Regions from separate parts of the Mus musculus genome. Here region 2 is linked to region 1. The links are chromatin contacts, called in public Hi-C maps. All regions are on one chromosome and are shown on one strand. Each heading gives the region's core, a stretch centred on a gene start, on an enhancer-like site or on the middle of the called end of the contact. The rest is flanking DNA. Distances are from core to core; before and after follow the strand shown.

What was found. Hi-C and Micro-C count contacts between places; a contact is called where the count stands out from the background.
Region 2: a Hi-C map of the N1E-115 cell line shows a contact between it and region 1, with 5 times the contacts expected there. The contact joins two enhancer-like sites. A contact is called at or near these places in 3 of 484 Hi-C or Micro-C datasets (the N1E-115 cell line, cerebral cortex and cortical neurons) and 3 of 115 datasets of contacts at active chromatin or transcription factors (embryonic stem cells, extraembryonic endoderm stem cells and trophoblast stem cells).

Annotation. Positions count from the first base shown.
Region 1 is chr16:42,606,526-42,609,943 of GRCm38.p6, forward strand. No RefSeq gene overlaps it. Among named protein-coding and RNA genes, the nearest start is that of Gm29960, 44 kb to the right of the region's middle. Within about 2 kb of position 1,841, at least 9 of the 459 cell types and tissues checked have an H3K27ac peak or open chromatin away from gene starts, as enhancers often do. A contact at or near this core is called in the N1E-115 cell line, where this site is marked.
Region 2 is chr16:42,780,732-42,784,286 of GRCm38.p6, forward strand. All of the region lies in intron 1 of 4932412D23Rik (RIKEN cDNA 4932412D23 gene), which reads right to left. Among named protein-coding and RNA genes, the nearest start is that of 4932412D23Rik, 93 kb to the right of the region's middle. Within about 2 kb of position 1,655, at least 134 of the 459 cell types and tissues checked have an H3K27ac peak or open chromatin away from gene starts, as enhancers often do. A contact at or near this core is called in the N1E-115 cell line, where this site is marked.

The DNA of each region.
Region 1 (3,418 bases), core at 591-3,090:
CAGATGTGGCTAATTATTCTGCACATATTTTCAAATCCTTTTAAAGAGTAGCTTTAAAAGTTGCTCTTCTCATGGCTCTCTTAACAAAGACCTCCTGCAGCTGAGGCAAATGATAGAGCATCTGCCCATCACCGACCCGCAATTTAACCAGAAGAGTTACTTAGGGGAGCAGTTATATAACTGAGTTGCAGGGTAAAATTCAGGGAAGATACGGGATGTAGCATCATAAGAGAAGGAGGAAGCCCACAGCTCCTAGAGCACATCAAATTGATGCCTTCAGTTTGAATATGTTTTCAAATTGAATATATCCCATTTAACAGTAATGAGATTCAGTTGAAGGTTAGCACTATTATCCTATTTCTGGACAGAACTGCCTTGGGAAGATGGCAAGTATTACCCTTGCACAAAGCTTTGTTTCTTTCTTGGGATAAGACTACCTTGGCCAAAAAAGCAGCGTATGAATATTAAAAACAAAAACAAAAAAACAACAGTGTAATGTAGTCCTTCCATCATTCCTTCCTTCTCCAGGAAGGACTGTTCTGTGTTTTCACTTGCCAAGTGAAAAGAAACTGGACAATTTCAGCTTCTTCTATAAGCTCTCCTCATCTTCAATGAACAAAATAGTTATGTTTCAAAAATCACACACAAAGAGTTTGCCCTGCCTCTCCCATTAAGCACTCATCTTCCAAGTTCCTATACTTTTGAATATCCTGGGGGAAAAATGGAAATTCCTAAGCTAGACTGGGAAACTAAAAGATGTTGTGCTCACTGAGACACTGCCCACATTAACAAGACAGTTGGCAATCACCTTGCATCTTGTTCAAAGCCTGGTATCTCTCCAGGCCTCCAGCCTGTCCCCTCCAGCTTGCTCTCTGATCAGTGAGATCCTCTGTGTCTTTGTGGAAAGGTCATGAAGTCCTAACAGCTGCAAAACATATCGAAGGCGGATTAACTAGCTTGATTTCCTCCTACTCCGTGAAACACATGCCTCAGAATGAGAATCTCAGATCGGTGCCTCAGACTGTCATCCTAGACAAGCAGAAATGCAGACACCTCTGTAACCTCTCTTGGCTGTCAATATCATTGTCTCAAAGCCTCTGGGGAGAATAAATAAACAATGTCAAAGTGGTCAACATTCCCAAATGGAAATATTTCATCTTGGGCATAATTCTAAAGACAATTGCAAAGACTGCAATCTATTTCATGGCACAGTGTCTCTTAATAGTTAGAGTACAACTGAGAAACACATAGAAAGAGATGGAAGCAGACCAGAAAGCAGTAGTGGAGCTTACTGATGAAGGGGTTTGCAACCCCATAGGAGGAACAACAATATGAACCAACCAGTACCCCCCAGAGTTCACTGGGACTAAATCACCAACCAAAGAGTACACATGGAGGGCCCCATGGCTCCAGCCGCATATGTAGCAGATGCTTTGTCAAACATCAATGTTAGGAGAGGCCCTTGGTCCTGTGAAGGCTCTGTGCCCCAGTCTAGGAGAATGCCAGGACAGGGAAGCAAGAGTGGATGGGTTGGGGAGTAGGGCGATGGGAGAAGGGATAGAGGGTTTTCTGAGGGGAAATGAGGAAACATTGAAATGTAAATAAAGAAAAATTTAATAAATTGAGACAGAGAGAATGAGAGAGACAGAGAGACAGAGACAGAGAGAGAGAGAGAGACAGAGAGAGAGAGAGAGAGAGAGAGAGAGAGAGAGAGAGAGAGCCTGTAACATAAGCCATAAGCTGGCTCCCAGTCATTTGGACAAGTTCACGAGCAAGGTTGACTCTGGCATTTGATGCACAGTGTAGACAAGAGGCATTTTGGAGCTTCCGAGTGTTTGTGTGTGCCTAAATAGAAACACGGATCACTAGTGCAAGCAAGAACTTCCTCCACAGAATGAAACTGCAAATAACCCAGCCCCCCCCCCCGGCTGCCAAGAAAAGCTTATTTTAGAAAGACTAAGTCGGAACAGGCTGCCTGGCCAGTCCAGGAGAAACACAAGGTGCTCTTCCCACACACCGGGCACACATTAACATGTCTACTCAGTTTCTCAACTGTGAACAGCTGCAAACAGACAATAGTGGGAAACTGTCAGAGAGAAGGGAGAGAAGTACCAAGAAAGTCTGCTAATTAAGCAAAAGATGGAGGAAGATGATTTCTCTATAGAGAAATGCAACTCTTGGACAGAAGAAATGGTTTCATAATGTAGTTCTGAAAAAAAAAATGACTCAAGGAAAAGAAACCATAGCAAAAAAAAAAAAAAAAAAAAAAAAAAAAAAAAGACAAACAAAAAAAAGTAATATTGTCATTACAAAGTTTCCCAAGCAATGATTGAACACTTTCTGAATACAGTGCTGAAACTGCAAGGCAAGTAGGACTGTAGCCGGACAGCTCCTATCCTTGACAACAGGCATTTAGTTCATGAGGACAAACTACTTATACCAATTGCTGTGCAAAATCTCAACCTGTAGTCACTTCAAAAATGGAATGCGTGGGGTTCAGAACTATCGCCTCGCACAGCACACAGCTAGGTTACTTACAAGATGACAACATAAGGTGATTTTGGAATGAAAGTGATGGAGCTTTACAGGTAGAAAGAACCTATTGTCTGGATTGTCTGATTGCCTGCTTTCGCTTTCTATTCCCTAAAATCCATCAGCTCAAGAAACCGCTCTTGAATGGCACAATGTGTCACTGACTCAGCAGGGAGTGGAGAGAGTCCCTGTCTCAGGTAACAATAGAGGAATATTCATGGATGGAAGTTTAGAAACAGCCAAACAAGCCCAGATATAAAGGCCAATTCAAAGCAAGAGGAGTTCTCAGAACTCTGAGGACATGAGAAAAAAAATGTTGCTTATGGGAATGAGAGTATCAATATGGAATTAAAACTCGAGTACATTGAGAAATGGAGATTGCAAATAATAAACGTGCAACAGCAGTCCCATGTTAAAGAAACAGCTGAGATACAAACAATAGATAAGTTTGCCATAAGGCAGAGAAATAGAAACTTGCAAAGAGTTCAAAGTTAGCCAATGACTTAACCGCCATCCAGTGTGGACACTTCCTTCATAGAAGCTCTCACATAGACAGTGTAAAGGTGGGCCCTGTGAGTTCATCCATATCCATGCATCTCTCATTAACACAGTTTTGGGTTGGGCCAGGTGCAGCACGTTTCTACAGATAAAAATCTCAGCAAAAGGCACGGCCAGTTCACAGAAGACAGCCAGCCACTGCTATGCACCCTCTCCCTGGCCAAGATCATGGGTTCCTTCTCTGGGAGTGTCATCTTAGGGCCACTGTTTCTGAGTAGACCAGGGTGACTTGAGATAAAGGAACCATGGCAACCATGGGAAATATTCTGACGTGCAGAGACTAAGACTCACACTTTTGAGGACTGAGTCCCTTCTTTAGGTAAACTCT
Region 2 (3,555 bases), core at 405-2,904, 170 kb after region 1:
CTGCCCCCTACCCTGAACTCTCTAGCCCAGGGGGCTGGATTGCTCCCCCCTATATGATCCAGCCATTTTGGTTACCCACACTTTTTGTATCTTTGCCCTATAGGTTGCTGCAACTGGTTCCCTCTCTCTCCTCTCCCTTCTCCTCCCTCCCATACTCCGATGGCTCAGGGTCATGTCCACTCGGGATTCTCCCAGATGTCTCTGAGTCTGGCTAAGCTCCCCCTTTCATCTACAATGACATCCCTCCTCCCCCATATCGAGGAGCAGTTCTGTCTTTTCCTTTTTATTTCTTTTTTTTTTTTTTTTTTCTAAAAAGGAAAGTCTAAAGCATCACTTGATGAACACATTTGAAATCACTGTTTGGTTTAAGTAGAAGTGGTTTCCAAACCCTGATGCTTAATTTCAAAAGAAATGAAAATATTTTTTGTCTTATTTCTCAAATGAGCTTGAAATTTTATATATTGTAGCGTTTACGTGACTAGTGCTGAAAGAGTTAAAAGTCGGAGGTTTTTTTTTTATCGCCCTCTGTGAAGTCCCTGGATAGGATCTACTTCTGACCTCAGCTGTGGCATGTGACAAGTGCTTTGTAGCTTCACATCACAGCTGCATGAGGTCACTGGCAATCCTTTCAGGAGCTGATCCCGCAGCCTCATTTCCTTGACAGAGTAAAGCATTTTACTAGATCTAAGATTAGGCGTATTTGTAACTGGTACGCAAATTATCAGTTATTATTTGGTATTCACGTTACTGCCATGGTTTCTGTGATTCATCCAATGCAGTCTGTGTAAAAAGCAATGACCTCATTCTTTGCTGGATCTAAAATCAGTCATGGTCACTAAAGCCCCTTGTTCTACACAAAAGAAAGAAATCAGATGACCTTTGCTCTGACCCTTGACTTGATATTTACAAAAGCTAATTATGGGGAGGGCCAACTCTCTTTTATCATTCAAGGACATTTGGCTAAGGTCTACTCCTTAAATAAAAAACAAAATGTCATTCAGAGGGCTATTTAAGGCTGTATACAGTATAAGGAAATCTACTCTGATGTTAATTTGGCGTTTTTGGCCATCAACATTGATTTTCTCAAAGTCAATCACGTAAAACATGGGAGGGGTTATATGTCTCTCATTAAAATCAAAGTGGCTCACTAACAAAAGGGAGTTGGTTATCTGGAGGTCTGGCAGTTGGAGGTCAGAGAGACACGTGGTCTGATAGCTTCAGCTAAACCTCTCTCAGTTTTCACTACCACGCCCCTGCCCCTGCTTCTGCTGGAAAAGAACTACCAGGCACTATGCATTGCTTTAACTCTAAGGGCTCTAAGGGTTACTTGGTTGATAAGGAGACCACCCCTAAAACAGAAGGCAGCCACTAATCCCCAGTGGGATTATTTAGTTACCTTTATTATAATAACAATGCTTACAAATACAGGTTTAAGGTAAACAAACATTCAGAAGAAAGAAAAAGAAAGAAAGCATCAGATAGTTAGAACAATGGGAGACACACAGTCCTTTTTTTCCCGGGGCTTCCCCTTGGCTGGCCTTTTCTTTGGGGAAAAGTAGAAGTCTGAATTCTTTTGTTCATTTCAGCCACCGCCCTTTTGCAATCTGAGTCTGAGCAAGGCTGCCACGCCCAGGAAAGGGACAAAGGCAGAGAAAGGGGATCTCTGGGCACTGACACAGCTCCACTTACTTAAACAGGACTCATTTGTTGGTCTCAGTAACATAGCTGTACACATCAGTTACCATCTCTATAAACAAACAATTAAAACAGGGGCATAAAATATATGCATGCTCTGAAATTCTATCTGATTAAAGTATTCTTTTCCTAGAAAGACAGGCAGCCAGAGTTCTACTCGTTTCAGAAAAAGGATGAATGCTGCCCCCTCTTGACTAAGTGCTGGATACGCTGAACAGCCATAAACTCTAATGGCTAGCCAGTGGGAATAAAGATCCTACTTTTGTACAGAGAATTTTAATGAAATCTTAGAAGCTGGAAGGTTAGAGGAAGCTCAAAGTTTATCTCAATGGGACTTTTATAGGTTTCTGGGAGATGGGTCATGCTTTATCGATGCGCCTGCATCTTCTCAGCTGTTTCTGTTTTGTAGATTCTTAATTTTGCCTGGAATAATCATTTGAGTTTAGTGCTCTGTTTCCCCGATAAGACTGATAGACTCCTTGAGAATATGAGCCACTGCCACCCCTCCTCCTCCTCCTCCTCCTCCTCCTCCTCCTCCTTTACTTGCCTTCATAACTATCAGAATACCTTCAAAGATTCATGCATAGTGGGTATTCAACAATACATAAGCAATCTCTAGCTGGCGTCACTATAGTTTATGGCTATGAACAATTGGTTCTCTCTGAACTCATAAATTCAGCTTGGGTTTCAAGTCAAGAAATTTTGTTTTGTTTTGTTTTATGTTTTGTTTTGTTTTTGTTTTTTGTTTTGGTTCTCGAGACAGGGTTTCTCTGTGTAGCCTTGGCTGTCCTGGAACTCACTTTGTAGACCAGGCTGGGATTAATGAGATGAGATTAACTCAGAAATCTGCCTGCCGCTGCCTCCCAAGTGCTGGGATTAAAGGCGTGAGCCAATGTCAAGAAATTCAAATAAGTGCTGTCATTCCTTAATCTTAGAATCATTTAAACTTGGAAGCATACTCGGTTTGCTTATAGGCACCAAGCACTAAAATACATGTTATAGACAAAAAAATACTTTTAAAAATAAAAATTAGGCCAGGCGTGGTGGCGCACGCCTTTAATCCCAGCACTCAGGAGGCAGAGGCAGGCGGATTTCTGAGTTCGAGGCCAGCCTGGTCTACAAAGTGAGCTCCAGGACAGCCAGGGCTATACAGAGAAACCCTGTCTTGAAAAACCAAAATAAATAAATAAAATAAATAAATAAATAAATAAATAAATAAAAATTAAAAAGTACAGGAAAAAAAAACCCTAGTCATGTTACACACAGGTGTAATGTTGAATGTAAGAAAACTGACTTAAGACAAAAAACAAACCACACACACACACACACACACACACACACACACACACACACACACCTGCATGCTGCATGCTCCCTTGCTCTAGAGCCTCCAAACAGTGAAGTAACACACACACAGTGCTAGGAGCCTCTTTGGAAGAGCACTGGCTAGAAGGGAGCACACAAATTGCTTCTAGAATGTTACTAACATTTTTGATATTATTACTATTGAATCAGAGGCACAGCCGCATCCACTATGAGGCATCTCATTAAGCTCTATGCTTATGATATGTGCACTTGTGTACATTATGCTTCATTAAAAACACTTACATGATATTTTTCTCAGACCCCAAGAAACAGATTTGCATATTAGCTAAGACACATTCTCTCCATTGTAGGTACCTCTGCTTTAATTAATGAAGCTAATCAAACTCTCTTAGCTATCGATCAGACAGCAAGACATCTTCAATATGTGGAAATTTTCTAGCAGGATATCTGTACATCGGTTTCCAGTTTCTATGGCAACTACCAGGCAACTACTCTCCTTGAAAAAGAACATGTTCTTCTTCCTGCCCCTCTCAG